2 separate regions of the Mus musculus genome follow, and region 1 is linked to region 2. A link is a contact called in public HiChIP or PLAC-seq data. All regions are on one chromosome and are shown on one strand. The core of a region is the stretch at or near the end of the contact, and the rest is flanking DNA. Distances in the headings are between cores, read along the strand shown.

Region 1 (3,167 bases), core at 553-3,052, 230 kb after region 2:
GGATTGCTCACTACTACACGGTCTTTTCCCCTCTCCTCCCAGTTCCCCAGAAAGGGAAACTTCTCATTTACACCGAGTTTGGCAAGATGTCCCTGCAGCCCAATGAAATCTGCGTCATTCAGGTTGGTTCTGAGCCCCCCTCTCCCCACCACTTCTCCCTAATTTGGGAGCAATCAGATGTTTCAGTTGCTGCTATTTCTAACCCTAAAATGTCTCTGTCATGTCTGGGCGACCATAGGGAGGAGTCAGAGTTAAACAGAAGGCTTCGGGGTAAGCGGGCTTGGTGCCTGCTTTGTTTAATATAGCGCACAATCACCAAGCAGAGAGTGGTTACCACTTCCTTTCCCTAAGTGTTAGTAGTCTGCTTCAGGCTGTGTCAGAGACAGGAGACGGTGAAGGTATTCACAAATATATTGAGTTGTGGCTAACTGGGGGCTGCTGTTATCTCTGGACCCAATAAGACATTAATTATTGGTATGATTAGGAATTAGATTTTTTTTCCTTTGTGGCCCATCTTTAATCTGCTCACCTGGAACAGCATCCTTGGGAACACAAGCACTTTATTTCTGCATATAACTGCAAGAATATGATTGATGATGCCACGCTTCTGTCCTCCAGAGAGGAATGCGATTCAGCGTCGATGTCTTTGAGGAGACCAGGGGCTACATCCTGGAGGTCTATGGTGTCCACTTTGAGTTACCTGACCTGGGACCCATCGGTAAATCTTCACCCCAAGCCTTGCTTGAGATTCATCTCCTCCCATCTCTTCCTGGCTCTCACACTCAAACTTCAACTTCCCCCTTCAGACAACTTCCTTAGACAAAATGCCTGCCTACAAGATATATGAACAATAGAAAATGGTCCAAACCAATCTATTATACGTTCCTCTAAAACAATAAGATAGAACAATGGCAATAAAGTCATTTAATGGGTTTCTGGTTAGATGTTTATATTATAAGGGATGCAAAAGGGGTTAACAAAAATAGCTTTACCAAAGATGAGATTTGAGACTTGATTAAATTCTTTTTTTTTTTTTAAATCAGAGTCTCTCATAGCCCAGGCTGACCTCTTATTCTCTGTATAGATAAGAACAGCCTTGAACTTCTTCCTGGGTGCTGGGATTATAGGTGTTTGCTACCATGCCCAGCCCCATGCGGTGCAGGGCACTGAACCCAGGGCTTTCTGCTACTCAAGGACTTTACCATCTGAGCTCCTTGGCCCTGAGATTCAATTAATTGTTGATGGCATATTAAAGAGAAGTAAAGCGGAAAGGGAACAGCTTAAGCAAATGTATCAGATGAGAATAAGCTTTGTGAATAATGTTTTCTTCAGTCAATGAGCTGTGTGTTTCCAGCCATAAAAAATGTCATGGAGTCTATTGCCTTGGAAATATGAACTGAACTGGGTGACACATGATCTTTGAACGTCACATTCCTTCTGAGCACACTTCACAAAATCCATACACTTAACAGTAACAAGCATATTCCTACATTCTATGAGGGAGCTGGAAACAACAGTCTCTGTGCGACAGATTAAAGCTTCCAGACAAGCTCTCCCAGCTCCTAGTCTTCCAGCAGCTGAAGGGAGGATGCACGGGAGGGAAGAGATGAACTTAGAAGCAGTTTTTCTCAAGCCTCTCTTGAGGAGAGCTGGAGAAATCGGCCACTGGTTTCTGCTTGGGCCATACCTTCCAGTTCTTTCTTTCCCTGTCAACAGCTTTTCAGAGCAACAAGGACAGGCCAGCATGTGCCTTCTGGTCACTCCCCTGGGGCTCCAAATATTCAGAGGAAGGTGGGAGGCAGCAGAGAGGCAGCTGGAGCCATGGTGGGCCGTCTGTCATCCTGCTTGCCACCCACTCTTCCCACTTTGGTCTAGCTTCCTGCTGCTGTGCAGGCAGCAGAGCCTCCAGGTTCCACAGAGCATGTACCCTCTGGAAAATATATATAATTTACTAACCAGCTGGGCGCTTTTTTTTTTTTAACCCCAGGAGCTGGAAATGATAAAACACTCCCCAGGCCTTTCCTCTCTGAGTTAAATTATGTTTTTGCACTTACGCTTTTTCATATTTTGTCTTTTTGATTTATTTCCTTTCTCTGGAGGGAACACTCACTCCTGAACAAAGCTAAGCAGGCAGGTTGTCAGTTCTTCCTCCCTGAATGGCAAGCAGATACTTTTTTAGGCTGGACAGCAGCTTTATAGTTCTGGCTTTTGAGTTCTGGCTCGCTGACAGAGGCCTGCCTGGGACAGTAGCTAATAACCTTTTTGTATGAGATCAGGGTCTGAGGATATGTAGGAGAGTCCCCAGTGCTTCCTTGGACAGACATCTGCAGTTTCCTTGGATCCTCCCCTCTCTCCCTCTCCCTTTTCCTCACATGTAACACACATACAAAAGCCATATGAACATAATCACTCTTCAGTTCCAGGACATGGCACTGCTTATGAGGACTTTTGAAATTTTCTTTTCCAACCAAATCTCTAAGCTCTTCTGACACATCTACCAAACTGGGATCCAACAGATTCCGGAGTGCTTGGGGTTGAACCTAGGACCTCACATACACTAGACAGGCACTGAGCTATAGAGCCCTGACTGGGAATCTAGCAAGGATTTTGGTGAAGAAAGTAACCTGTGGCATGGCTTGTGACACAGAAGAAGATTCCCTTGTGGGCCTCTTTCCTTCGACTTTGGAAATACCTAAATGGAGTTTGGGTTCCTGTGTTTTCTAGGAGCAAATGGCTTGGCCAATCCTCGAGATTTCTTGATTCCCGTTGCCTGGTATGAAGATCGTCGAGTGCCAGGTGGTTACACTGTGATTAATAAATTCCAGGGCAAGCTGTTTGCTTGCAAACAGGTACAGTAAGATTGTTGGTAGCCAGGGAGTGAGTGTAGAGTTATGGAGCACCAGTTGATAGCCAAGGCCAGCCTTAGGTACATTGCATACACCCTTTTGTCTTTATTACACACTAAGGTACTGGCAATTACATAGCATGGGAACAGGTCAGATGGTGATAATTACTTCATGGTGCTATGTGGCAGAACCACGGTTAAAACCCCCCAAGTGTTTGACTCTCGAGATTGTGCACCTCCTCAGCTAGCAATGGAAATTTAACATTGTCCGGGTCTCTAAGAGTGACGTGGGAAACATAACATAGAGGCCTCCTAATATGAT
Region 2 (3,429 bases), core at 651-3,150:
AGAACACTGTCACTGGGCACATTAATCTATTATCTACTTAATTCTAGCAACATGTTGAGAGCCTTATTCATTTTACAACTAGACAGAGAAAAGGAATAACAGTTTCTCAGAATGAAAACCCAGGAAGCCAAATGGCTGTCATTTCTCCTTCAGTTTAGTACGTATACACAAACGTATTTTGTCCACTTATTTGGCTTTAACACCTTGGAAATACTACTTTTTGTGTGTCTTTTCCTTCTCTTTAAAATACCATTGTTGCTTATAAACCGATGCCAAAGTTAATATCTAAAGTGTTTTTATTCATTCAAATCAACTTAGTACTAGGCTCTTTGATACTGACGTCTCAACAATTTCCAGCCCTGCAAATGTATGTGTGTGTGTGTGTGTGTCTCCTTGTTTCTTCACAACAGTAAAGTAGAAATATAACAGGCCCTAAAGCCAATTCAAAACTTACCTTGCAAATCTGGAAATAGTCTGAAGTCAGGCTTTCCTGAATTTCCTCTCTCGGAAGCCCTGCAGTCCCTCCTGGATGGACAGAGCCACTTCCAGCCCCACCACTGTTACTGCCACTGCTGCTACCACTGCCAGGGGAAGAGGCAGTTAAGCCATCCAAAACTTTTCGGAAATTAAACTTCTTCATTTTAAACACTGTCGAAAAATTAAAAGGAAAAGAGAAGTGGTCACAAACATGGAATTTTACGGGGCAAAAGCCTCTATCTTTTCATTAGTCAAGGCAGGAGTAGCTAGTCCCCATTTTATGAGCATTGGATGTAATCGACGGGGAAGAGGGGTTCGGGCTTCATGTCCTCAAATTTTAACTTTAAAAGGGATATCTTTATAAGATAAAGAGAACACAACTCCAAGAGCAACAGTATTCCTTCCTTCGCACATTCAGATTTTCAAGGGCTTTATCCCCAGCTGTAGCTATGCTTTATCAGCACTGGGGTAAAAATAAAAGGCCGTGTCATCATCGTCATTAGCATTATATCATCATTATTATACAATCAAACCAGAGCCCAACAGACCAAGACCCTATGGACTGTTCTGAAAGGGGGGCTTTCCTTCTTCAGGGTCAACTCATAAATTTTTATTATCGGAAAAAACGATGTTGTAGGGGAACCAGTATTTACTCTTCCACCATGTTTGGGGCTCCCCCCCACACAATCCCATCATCTTCAAAGCTTCCTTTTTCTCAATAGAAACTAGGGGACAGGAAAAAAAATGGCTTTTTTCCATCCCATATACCCAAAAACCTAGACCCCAAAACATCTGCGGTGACTCACGGCCACAGCCGACGGGAGGGGCGAGCGGGGACCGCCTGCCTCCACCTGTCCCCAGCTCCTCTCTTCTGCCCCTCTCCCGCCTCTGGTCTCCCGTGTCCCCTCCCCGCCCGGCTCCCCCTCTGCACAGCAGCGGCTCTCCGGGGGATGTGAGGCGGTGACGCCTGCGGCCCGAGTCCCGCCTCAGCCTGCGGGGCGCGCAGAGCTGGCTCTCTCGCTCCCTCCCAGCCAAGCAGGGCGCTGAGGCTACCACCGCGGGCTACGAGCCCTGGAGCCCTCACAGACAGCCGGGAAGCCACACGCACCTCAGACAGCTGCGCGGGCGCGCTCTCCCTCTTGCACAGGCACACACACACACACACACACACACACACACACACACACACACACACACACACAGGCGTGCGCACAGGTGTGAGGGCAAGCCGCGATGGGACAGCACGGGTGTCCCTGGGGACCCCAGACTTAGCACCTTCCTCAGACGCCACTAGCCGCCGGCCAGCCCGTGAGGCGGAGGGCGCGGAGGCTGCAGGCTCACAGGCGGGCGAAGGTCCAGCCCGGATCCGGCCGCTTCTCGGGTCCCTCTGGTCCTGGTGCCTGGCGCTCTCCGAGGTCCTAACCGAGCGGGCGGGTCTGTCTCAGGCTCCGCCCCCGCCGTGGGAGGTAGGCCCCGCCCCAGTCGGCCCGCACCCTCCTCCCTCCCAGACTCTCGCGCCGGGGGCGGGGCACTCTGGGCACCAGGGGGGCGGGACATCCTCTCGCCAATCACAAGCTCCACTGACCTAAGTCTTAGGGATTCCAGGCAGGAAAGAAGTTTGGGGATAGGTCAGAGAAAAAGCCAGTGACAGGAGGAGGGGATCATTTAGGAAAGTAGGTGATGTATTTGATTGACAGCCATACTAGCCAGTATGCCTTGGCGCCGTGCTTTGGGGGCTGTAATTGGTGCTACCTGTTGAAGGACGCAAGTGTGAATCAATAGAATGCTTGCAAGCTTGAGAACTTGCGCTCCGGGAGTCCCAGGCTGCAGAAAGGGTTACCTTAGGTCGTGCTCTGGACTGTATTGTGGACCCGGCTTTTGGACCGGGCTTATTTTGCAGCCTTCCCCCACCCCCCAGCACCCCTTGAATCTATTTCTGCTCACCAGGGCCAGGTGCATCTAATAGACGATCTCGCTGCCCTGCTATATGCGTTGAACGTAGATTTGTAAATAATCCCTACAAACTGTTAGTTCTCTCCATTAAGTCATCTGTACCAAAATGAATTGGTTTTCGGTGGAAATGTTGGCTTCCAAATCTTAAGGAAATGATTTGCCTACTTTATACAGCCTATGGAAATAGACCAGCGTTCCCCTTCTCCACATAGACAAATTAAATTTTTGAGGAAACATTTCTCTCAAATCATGACAAGATGCATCTTAAGCTTTTTTCTCATTTGAATCATTTTGGAAAATACTCTATTCCATACAGGAAAAAGAAACATCGCACCATTGTGAAGAAGGTGATGTAGTTCTGAGCCCTGACTGGCTTTTGGTAAAAGGCTCAAGGTCCATAACTAACTGTACACTTTAATCTAAGCAACAGGGATCATTAGAAATCGTCCCAAATATTTACTGTCCTACATCTTAGGTATGAAACACCACTTCCAGACCCATCCCTTTCTCTGTCAGAGATGAGAGGGGAGAAAGGGAAGACTTGAATGCCTTATGAATTACTCAGGCAAATAGCAAAGAAACCATGGCGATCAAATCGCGCTCAGATTTTCGGAAACTCAGCTCGGTATTCACATTCTCATTTTGAATGTTCTACTCCTTAACACTTGCAGCACTTCTTTTTGTAACCCTCTCACACTTTCACGGTCAAACCCAGATAGTGATTTTCTTAATAACCATTAAGGAGTAGAACTTTGTGCTTCTAGTTAATTTAGTACCTGGCACAGTATTTCTCTTAGAAAGAGCATTCAAAGGGCTTTAGACAATGGATTAGTTACTGGCTATAAGATAAAGATTTATGAGATGATATCTAACTTATCATGCTTGGGAGGAGTGAAAAATAAGTATGGAAACAAATTTCATATGTGTTATAAACTGGATCTTGAAGTGCTTCTAAATCCTATATCAGATACCTAACAATACCTGTCTTTTGCTGTCTCC

The links. HiChIP or PLAC-seq counts read pairs in DNA pulled down with a chosen protein or histone mark.
Region 1: an H3K4me3 HiChIP or PLAC-seq map of neural tube shows a contact between it and region 2, with 4 times the contacts expected there. The contact joins the enhancer-like site here to the promoter of Stxbp5l in region 2. A contact is called at or near these places in 2 of 39 promoter capture datasets (liver and trophoblast stem cells), 2 of 484 Hi-C or Micro-C datasets (cerebellar granule neurons and cerebral cortex), 1 of 115 datasets of contacts at active chromatin or transcription factors (neural tube) and 1 of 9 other capture datasets (adipose tissue).

What each region holds. Positions count from the first base shown.
Region 1 is chr16:37,616,134-37,619,300 of GRCm38.p6, forward strand. Hgd (homogentisate 1, 2-dioxygenase) reads left to right here. Exons shown (of 14, transcript NM_013547.3): 8 at 43-122; 9 at 619-718; 10 at 2,725-2,849. Among named protein-coding and RNA genes, the nearest start is that of Gm46559, 20 kb to the left of the region's middle. Within about 2 kb of position 1,803, at least 42 of the 459 cell types and tissues checked have an H3K27ac peak or open chromatin away from gene starts, as enhancers often do. A contact at or near this core is called in cerebellar granule neurons, cerebral cortex and neural tube, where this site is marked.
Region 2 is chr16:37,383,058-37,386,486 of GRCm38.p6, forward strand. Stxbp5l (syntaxin binding protein 5-like) reads right to left here and starts at 1,901. Exons shown (of 28, transcript NM_172440.3): 1 at 1,753-1,901; 2 at 455-648. The coding sequence starts at 640.